Linked DNA regions of Sus scrofa: regions 2 and 3 are each linked to region 1. A link is a contact called in public HiChIP or PLAC-seq data. All regions are on one chromosome and are shown on one strand. Each heading gives the region's core, a stretch centred on a gene start, on an enhancer-like site or on the middle of the called end of the contact. The rest is flanking DNA. Distances are from core to core; before and after follow the strand shown.

Evidence for each region. HiChIP or PLAC-seq counts read pairs in DNA pulled down with a chosen protein or histone mark.
Region 2: a contact with region 1 is called in an H3K27ac HiChIP or PLAC-seq map of alveolar macrophages. The contact joins two enhancer-like sites. A contact is called at or near these places in 1 of 47 Hi-C or Micro-C datasets (skeletal muscle) and 2 of 2 datasets of contacts at active chromatin or transcription factors (alveolar macrophages and skeletal muscle).
Region 3: an H3K27ac HiChIP or PLAC-seq map of alveolar macrophages shows a contact between it and region 1. The contact joins two enhancer-like sites. A contact is called at or near these places in 2 of 2 datasets of contacts at active chromatin or transcription factors (alveolar macrophages and skeletal muscle).

The regions. Positions count from the first base shown.
Region 1 is chr1:4,948,449-4,951,315 of Sscrofa11.1, reverse strand. LOC110259878 (a long non-coding RNA gene) reads right to left here. Exons shown (of 2, transcript XR_002342280.1): 2 at 1,042-1,626. Among named protein-coding and RNA genes, the nearest start is that of QKI, 67 kb to the right of the region's middle. Within about 2 kb of position 1,420, at least 28 of the 83 cell types and tissues checked have an H3K27ac peak or open chromatin away from gene starts, as enhancers often do. A contact at or near this core is called in alveolar macrophages and skeletal muscle, where this site is marked.
Region 2 is chr1:5,101,963-5,105,210 of Sscrofa11.1, reverse strand. All of the region lies in intron 4 of PACRG (parkin coregulated gene protein), which reads left to right. Among named protein-coding and RNA genes, the nearest start is that of QKI, 220 kb to the right of the region's middle. Within about 2 kb of position 1,975, at least 8 of the 83 cell types and tissues checked have an H3K27ac peak or open chromatin away from gene starts, as enhancers often do. A contact at or near this core is called in alveolar macrophages and skeletal muscle, where this site is marked.
Region 3 is chr1:4,787,173-4,790,086 of Sscrofa11.1, reverse strand. The region is part of intron 3 of QKI (QKI, KH domain containing RNA binding); the gene reads left to right. Among named protein-coding and RNA genes, the nearest start is that of QKI, 95 kb to the left of the region's middle. Within about 2 kb of position 1,471, at least 2 of the 83 cell types and tissues checked have an H3K27ac peak or open chromatin away from gene starts, as enhancers often do. A contact at or near this core is called in alveolar macrophages, where this site is marked.

The sequences.
Region 1 (2,867 bases), core at 171-2,670:
TAGATGCCGTGTACACGAAGAACAGGCAAAGTGATCCACTGTGGGAGAAGCGGAAACTGTGGTCAGCTCTGGCCACGCCGGGATTAACTGGGAAGGGCCTGCAGGAACTTTGCGGGTGATGGGAATTTTCTGTATCTTGATGGAGGTTTGGGTTATACGAGTGTATGAATTCGTCAAAAGATGAGCAAATTTACACATAAAGTCTGTGTGTTTCTCTGTAAACTGCTTCTCTTTGCGGAACAAAAACAAAAACCCTGTAGCATGCTGGAGAGAAAGGGCTATGGTCCTTCCTGGAAAAGTTCTGGGAGGGAGACGGGGATCCAGCCACGTCCTGCAACACCGCAGTGTGGGGCGTGGACCGTCACGAGGCCCAGGTCTGGTGGGAAAACATTAGTGGACTCAGTGTCGGAACCCAAGGGCGGGACTTCTTAGAACTGAGAATCTTGAGACTGGTGAGGTCTCCAAAGGGCCCTGATGCGGGTGGCACTGCAGGCCCTGCCACACTTCCTCTCCCAGTGCCAGCTGTCACCAGAAAAGAGAGCGTTCATGTCTCAACTATCAGAAACCTTCAACTAGCATAAACCTCAGGGCTGCCAGGAGCATTCACAATCACCAAGTGTCACTTCGCACCCAATGCAGGACACCCCCCCTCAAGGCACCATCCCCATGCCCGGCAAGGCCTGCCCTGGGTGCACCAGATGTTCCATGTCTTCTGCTGGGGGGCACTTAGAAGTGCCTTCAATGCTTTCTATCCAAAAATGCTTAGCTTGACCTCGTCAGAGGCTCTACAGCCCCACTTTACAGGCAACACAGGGGACAGAAGGACGAACTAAACAATGTCACAAAGAAGCAATGGGACAAATCCAGGAGGTGAGGTGTCGCACAGTGTAATTGGCCCAAAATAAGTTGATACCCTAAAAAAAGGACAGTTATGAATTAAAGAGACTTAAGGAACATGACCACCTGTGAAAACGAATGGCCATGGATTTGTTATTGATTTGCACAAAATTACGGTAAATAACACACATTTTGAACATAGACTATTGATGAGAAGAAATTTAGTGAAGTAGAAAGGTAGAGATCATTGAATAAAGATATGAAACAATACACTCATTTTGTCTAATTTTAAGATTTTTTTTTTCGGGCCTCTAAGATATTCACAGCCAGGATCACTCAGTGATAAAAGGGTTTCTTCTTCTTTTGTGCTTGCTTCTATTTTCTAGATTTGCACCATGCATATGTACCACTCCATCTATTGTGGGTTGAATTGTGTTCCCCCCCAAAATTCACTGTGACTTTATTGGGAAATAGGGTCCTTGCCCATGTAATCAGTTAAGATGAGTCATCCTGGAGTAGCCTGGCCCTGAGCCGGTATCCCTGCTGTCCTCATAAAAAGGGGAAATGTGAACACACGCGGAGCATGCCAGCTCCGATGAAGGCGGAGATTGAAGCCGTCATCTCACAAGCCAGGGGGGGACTGGGAGAGCGCGGCCTCAGCGGGAAGCAGCGCAGCCCGCACCGTGTCTCCAACTTCTGCGCGCAGCACCCCGAGAAAGCAAATTGTGTTGTTTAAGCACCCCGGTCGTGGTACTTCAGTGCTGCAGCCAAAGGGAGGTGATGCAACATCTATAATAAGAAGAAAGGACTTAAACGCAGAAGTTAAAATAGCAAAGCCTGGGGCCCGGGTGGGGGGCGCCCGCCCTCACCGGTTCAGGAGCTTCTATTTCAAGGGCAAGAGGTTCCATTTTATAAACAGCTTGGACCAGAACTTTCTTCGTTACACTGCCTGCCCGGCCTTCCTGTCCGGGGAGCTCATGAGTCAGGCTCCTCTTGAGTCACCTCTGCTCCCCAGCAGCGCGGGGAAGAGGCTGCGCTCCCGGGAGCCTCCGGCAGCGGCCCTCACTGCTCCCCGAGGCCCGCCGCTGAGCCAGCGTGGTCCCGGTGCCCTCAAAGAGCCGCCGAGGCTATTCTTATAATGAAGCGCCTCATCCTCCCGTTACGTGGCCCAGAGGCCCGGCCAGAAACCTGAGCCGTCGGGGCCAGGAGATCAAAATAACTTCCAAGAATAACCCGGGCCGCGCTGCTCCCCGGGCGCCCCGCGGAAGCCCCGGCCGCCCCCGCTTCCTCCCGCGCTCCCCAGGAACGGGCCTATCATGTCCCACACGCTGAAATTCAATAAACTGGAACAATCGGAGGAAGTGTGGAGCTTTCTCCGCACCGGGACCCTGCTTATCAAAGTGACAAGATTGATTCAGTTGCTACAAACGTCCGAAGACTTCCTTTCCCAAAAGAAAGGCCGGGAGGAAGGTCATGTCCTTCGGCCACCTCCCCCGAGCCAGGCGCTGCATCTGCTTCTCTTCAAGCTGGTCCGGCAGGCGGCCCCCTTCCCAGCTCCTCTGTGCGTCCCTCCAGGGGGCGGGTGAAGGCAGCGGCCCTGTCACCTGCCTGGGAAGCGGCAGGGGAGGGAGGCACGTGGAGGGGAGACCCCAGCGAGAGAGGAAAGGGGCGGGGAGAAGAGGCAAAGGAGGGGGAGGCAAGGGCCCCTCCCCAGTGCCCGTGGTACCACCCTCTGCAGGGACCAGGCCCTCCAGCCAGGGCCCCCACCTGGGCTCCCCGCCTCCTCCGCTGCCCACCGAAGCCAGCACAGGCCCTCCCCTCCCTCCCCCGTGCCAGCCCTCAGAGTAGAGCACATTCTGAGCTAACTGTGTCGCTCCGAGTCCCGTCCCTGTCCCAGTCCTTGTCTGGGCTGCTCCCCTCAGGGAGTGACTGTCCCGTCCTTTTACAGGTGGTCAGGCAGAGCCTTCCCCCGACCTTGCTGAAGCCCCCAGCCCCTCTGCCCTGCACCCTGCGCCCTTCCCCTTGGAGGT
Region 2 (3,248 bases), core at 726-3,225, 150 kb before region 1:
GTTCCCGTCGTGGCGCAGCGGTTAACGAATCCGACTAGGAACCATGAGATTGCGGGTTCAATCCCTGGTCTCGCTCAGTGGGTTAAGGATCTGGCATTGCCATGAGCTGTGGTGTAGGTCGAAGACGTGGCTCGGATCCTGCATTGCTGTGGCTCTGGCATAGGCCGGCGGCTATAGCTCTGATTCAACCCCTATCCTGAGAACCTCCATATGCTGCGGGAAGCGGCCCTAGAAAAGGCAAAGACCAAAAAAAAAAAAAGTTGCTTTTCTTTGGCCCAGCTATAATTCCTTACAATAATTTACCTCTTAGACTGAACACAGGTGGTCAATAGAATGAAAAGAAAGACCACCTTTGCAAAAAGAACAACCAGATCCATTTCAAGTTCTAACTTTTGTTCCCTGGCCACCTACCTGAATATTTTTAAATGAGAATTTTTGAAGTGTTAAATGTTTATGACTGTGTTTTCCCTTTAGCTTTTGGTGGGGTACTGGTGGTTGTGGCCATCATATTCTAACACAAAATATAGTTCAGCCTGAAGTCTGAAAGTTTGCAAAGTTAAGGCACTGATTTTGCCATTTGCAAAGGATGATGATATTTGAATAACAGCTGCCAGGACTAAAACTAATACAATTCAATTGTATGTGTGGTTATTTCCTCCTTGTTTTGAAATCCAGAAGGGTAGAGAGATCTATGTGGTCCTAATTTTGTTATGAGTTACTAATTTTTCTCTGGTTCCTCTGTTGAACATTTTTGACCAAATGTCATGACCAAAACAAAATGTGAAGCAGTATTGATTATGAATGAGATATTAATTCTAGTTTACTTTTTTAATTAATAAAAACATGCATGATCTGGATACACTGCATTCTAGTCTGTTAAGATAAAAACTAACCACAGTGCATGGATTCCATTTGATGTTGATGAATCTCATCTAGAGAAGAAAAGGAATCCTCTTCTTCAGCCTGGGGGAAATGAGGTTATCATACAGGCAGAGGTGGCTGCATTTGTGAACCCCAGGGAAGAAATTCCCGCACATCCTATTGGAGGTCTTTACACCCAAGGCCATGCACCTGCAGTTTTCTCCAAAAGCCACTAGAGGGTGATCATCGATTCTGGGTAATGACCCAGAATCCTCTCCTCCCACTGGTGTCAGGACCCACCTCACCCATCCCTCAGGATAAACCTTGCTCTATTGCCTAGCATAAGCTGCTATCACAGGGACAGCTCATCTTTTATTCTAGTACCTGATAACTGGAAAAGAGCCTTGCATCAGGCTGAATAGCATAGACTCCACCTTGTGTGTGCCTTTGTCCTCTGTCCCCAGGCATTGCCTGGCCAGACTCATTACGCCCCACCTGGCGCCACCTTTCCCAAACCAGCTCAAGACTCTTCTATGGTCTTCTCTAGGGAGGGTCCAGTTCCACCTCTTTTGCAACTTTGACTTTTCCTTCTATTCCTTCTCTTAGTCTCCTATCCCTTTTAATCTGTCACCTACACCTACCTGGAAATCTCCATATTGCTTTATGACATGGCTCCTAAATATCCGCTCATCAAATGAACTATAAAAGTGGAAGGATTTCACCAGGTGTTAGATTATAACAGTGTTCTCAGAAATTATTAGGCTTGCTTTTCTATGAAACAAGAGCATAAAGACTTCTGCATCAACTAGTTATAATATAGCTAATTTAATTTGGGTTTTATATTTTGAAAGATCAAAAATGCAGGTTCAGTCATAATTTTAAAAGCAAAGCAGACCACGGTGGTGGCTACATTAAGAATCCATTCGGTGACAGAGTATACTACTGAAGAAGTGGTGGCAGTAATGTAAAATGACTGGGAAGAGTTGTGAAGAAATAGAAACAAGCTTATGACTCAGTAGTCAAGATGAGAGAAAACACGTCAGTCAAAAGGAGGAACTTCCCAGGAGGAAGTCGCCAGCGGCTAAAAGTAGCATTAACTGGATGCTGACCAAGTGCCAGCATGTGTACCAAGCAATGTATCTCCTCTGGCTCATTTTAGCTTCACCGCTAGATGAGGGAGTTAATGCTGTTGTTCCCAATTTACAGATGAGAAAACTGAGGCTCAGAGAGGCGAAGCAATTTGCCCAAGATCACATAGTATCAGAGGTGGGACTCCAGTCTCAGCCAATCTGCTGTAAAGCACAGGATCTTATCTAGTCCCAATGATGTATCAATAATACCACAATAATTACAGCTTTTTCACAGGTGCAAAAGGGTTCAAAATTAATCCTCCCCAAATTCTCACAATTTCTAAGTCTGTACTGGTGGGTTGCAGCCGTTGGATAGTGACAAGGTAATGAAAGGAAAGGGAGGGGTGCGGGGGCAAGAGGAGAAAGACTAACAGATTAAAAAAGAACTGTTTCCTTCCTTGGGGTAACATGAGCCCTCGGGGCAGGAGCCCTGAATTAAAGGTTGACCTCAGTCGGCCCAGTTGGCCTGAGAGTGTGGAATCTCCAGCTCTCCGCTGTGAGCACTGGGGGTGGGAAGGGGCATTTTCCATCACAGACTCTACCACGGATGTATTTTTATACAGAGACATGTAAGAAGGCCATGGACTCGATACACAAAGTTAATGGACCAAGGACCCTGTTTGTCCTTCGTCATCTCAGCAAGGGCCGCAGTAAATATGCAAATTACAGAAGTGTCTTCCAAACATAGGAAGATCTTTCATTAGAATCCCAGGAAGCCCTCAGCGTCTACATTTTATTAAGCCACAATTGTTACTTTAGAACAAGGCCTTATGCCTCTTGGTATATACTTAAAACTTGCAAAGTGCTTTTTAATGTCTAAAATTTGAAGCCAGCATTAGAAATTTGCAGTTACCCTACCTTGGTCCGCTCCAGAGGTTTCCACCCCCTCAACCTAAGTAAACTGGCCTTAACTTCACATGCAATTCTCTAAATGAATGTTCCCAAAAATACAATAAGGATAACTGGATTTTTTTTTTCACTTCAGTTATTTTAATTGCAGAAACTATATTTTGCTTTGGCATCAGGGTAAATAGCAATTTAGCCCAGAGAAAGCCTCTTTGACCCAGGTCATTGAATGATTTTTATTAGTACACACACACACAGACACACACACACAGACACACACAGTCTGAGAAACTCCCAAGGATCTTTTCCCTGGGAAAAAGAATGCTGCTTGCATTGATCAATACACTTTCTTGCTTCCTTCACTTTGACTGGATCCTGAAACGCATGCAAGGGAGCTTTACTGGGTGTCAG
Region 3 (2,914 bases), core at 222-2,721, 160 kb after region 1:
AGAGAGAGACTGTACTAAAAATTACCTTCTTTTAGCTTGACCACCACCTGTTAGATGCAAGTGTTTGAAGTAGTTCTGTTAGTTGTGTTTATACTTACTTATATTCAGACTCCCTTGATCCCCGTTCAGGTCATGCTAACAACGTCACTGAGGAGTAATTTTAATGTTTTAAATTTATTAGCATCTTTGTATATGTCAGTCTTACTCTGGGTTGGTTATATTTCAGAAGTAGCCACAGGAAGTCAAATAATTCAGTATATATATAAGGGAAAAGGAAAATCGTATTACAAAATACACTGTTCATTAAGTATCACTTTTATGGTTATGTTTTGCTAATCAGTTTATACTGAAGGGTTGTTTGAAAGGTAACACTTTTTATAGTTATATCTTGTTAGCCAAATTTTAATAAAATATTAGAAGAAAAAATTTCTTTTTTATAGGTTTTGATTGATAGGTAATATAATATAGGAAAACCTGAAACCCTAGATTCACTTTATTTTTCCAGTTAAGTAAAATTATCCTTGCTTTTTGTCCATTGAGGAGTATGGATATGTGAAATATGTATTAACACTTTGGGAATATTAGAAAAAGAACTCTGCTCATAGTCCATTAACAGTTTGGACAGTTTAGTGTGATATTTTTGATCATCATCAGACATGTGTCACCCAGACTACTAGCCGTGAAGTACAGAGATTTGCTATTCATAGTGATTAGACCTACTACTACCTGTCTGTGCACTAGTACTATTTGTATAGTTTTTAAAAAATGCACATGTTTGGAGTTCCCATCATGGCTCCACAGAAACAAATCTGACCAGTATCCATGAGGACACAGGTTTGATCCCTGGCCTTGCTCAGTGGGTTAAGTATCCAGTGTTGCCATGAGCTGTGGTGTAGGTCACAGACATGGCTTGGATCTGGCATGGCTGTGTCTGTGGTGTAGGCTGGCAGCTGCAGTTCTGATTCGACCCCTAGCCTGGGAACCTCTATATGCCATTGGTGCGGCTCTAAAAGGACCAAAAAAAAAAAAAGCAAGCACATGTTTGCAAGGCATCCATGCTGTAATTTCTGGGGTATGTAGTGGATTCGTATCTCCTTTTTTGTTGTTGTTGTTGTTGTTGTTGTAATAAGAGGACTAATCTTTAAGATACTTAAATATGCCAAGTAATTTTAAATGTTACAGATATTTTAGATAAACACACAAAGACTGTTTGCCATGGATTTTATTTACTTTTAGCATTTTAATTCTAAAGCTTTTCAAGGTTGATAGTCACTGCCTCAGGTATTTGGGGGTGAGTACCTATATTTTTTAATCTAGAGGAATCATTGATTAATTCCTAGTTTGTTTATTTTTGTTACTAATACTTTTTAAATTTTGAGGCTTTGTAATTGAGGAACTATGACTTCCCTAATGGTTGGTTATGTTAACATAATATTAGGAAGTCCTGCAGTAGAATTAAGGGAAATCCCTATTAGCTGGAAAGCCATCTTTTAAGAAGACCTAGGAAACAAGTAGGAATAGTAGGAGTTACACAGTGAAAGTATTAGGTACTCTAAGCTAGTCACTGTCTTAAACATCCTTTCTTTCATTTAATCCTTGCAACCCTAACTAGAGATTATCATACTAAATAAAGTAAATCAGAAAGAGGACAGATACCATATGATATCACTTATATGTGGAATCTAAAATATGACACAAACGAACCCATCTACAAAACAGAAAACAGACTCACAGACCGAGAACAGACTTGTGGTTGCCAAGGGGAATGGGGGAAGTAGGGAAATGGGCTGGGAGTTTGGGCTTAATAAATAAGGTCCTACTGTATAGCACAGGAACCTATGGTCAATCTCCTGGGATAGAACGTGATGGGAAATAATTTTTTTTTAAAAAAGTAATCCTTGCAACCCTATAACCTTTACAAATGAGGAAATCAAATTTCATGAGATAATTTATTTTACCATGTAACCTAGATCAGTCAAGCTTAGTCTGTACTTTTTTAGACATTGAACTTTGGTGTCTGTCTTCCTCACTAGCCTGTAAGCTTTTCAAGCCTTGCATGTTTGTCCATTTACTGTCCTAGACCTTGTTTGCCAGCAGAGTATCTTCCAAGTAGTGGAAAAACTCAGTAAATATTTATGGAATAAATAAGTGAATATATGAGTGAGCTACTCAGGGTTATTAACTGCGGTAACTGAAATAGGGCTGGCATTCGAGTTTGTGTTCTTTCCTCACTGTTTTATGTACCCTCTCACTTTTGGAGAGTAAGGAAAATTTAACTCCAGATATTTCTGCAGTGCTTACTATATACAAAACATTTTGCCAGATATGTTAAGGAAATGGTTTCTAATATGTAAGGATGATAGTTGAGCATATACTGAGTGAAGAAAATGCATAATGATTTTTTCAAATGCCTACTATGAATTTAATAATGCCTTTTGGATGACTGTTGTGTTTATTATGGTAGCATGCATATAAGTAAAGTAGTAGTACGTTTATTTATGACACATCATTTTCGTTTATAGACTATATACACATAAGAAAGACAAATACATGGCTAAATATTCAGGAGACACCAATGAAAATATGATAAAGAAGTGCAAGTCCAGATCTGTGCAGGGCGGGAGAACAAAAAAAATATTAAGCTACTGGTTACGTGCCAAACTCTTACTCAGGCATTTTAAATTCAAAAACGAGTAATTCAGAAAAACGAAATGTCTTGCTTTCTAGAGGCTTATTATTATTGTGTATACCAGATGCAGTATGCTGTATTACAGAATTAAGTATTCTTACAAAGCCGTAAAATTCTATGAAAAGAAGCAAAGGGGGGAAATAGCGGGAATGGCTTCAGAAAATATTATGGAAGAGGTGGTATTTGAATTTTGTCTTCAATTTCATTAATTTTTTATCAGTTCTT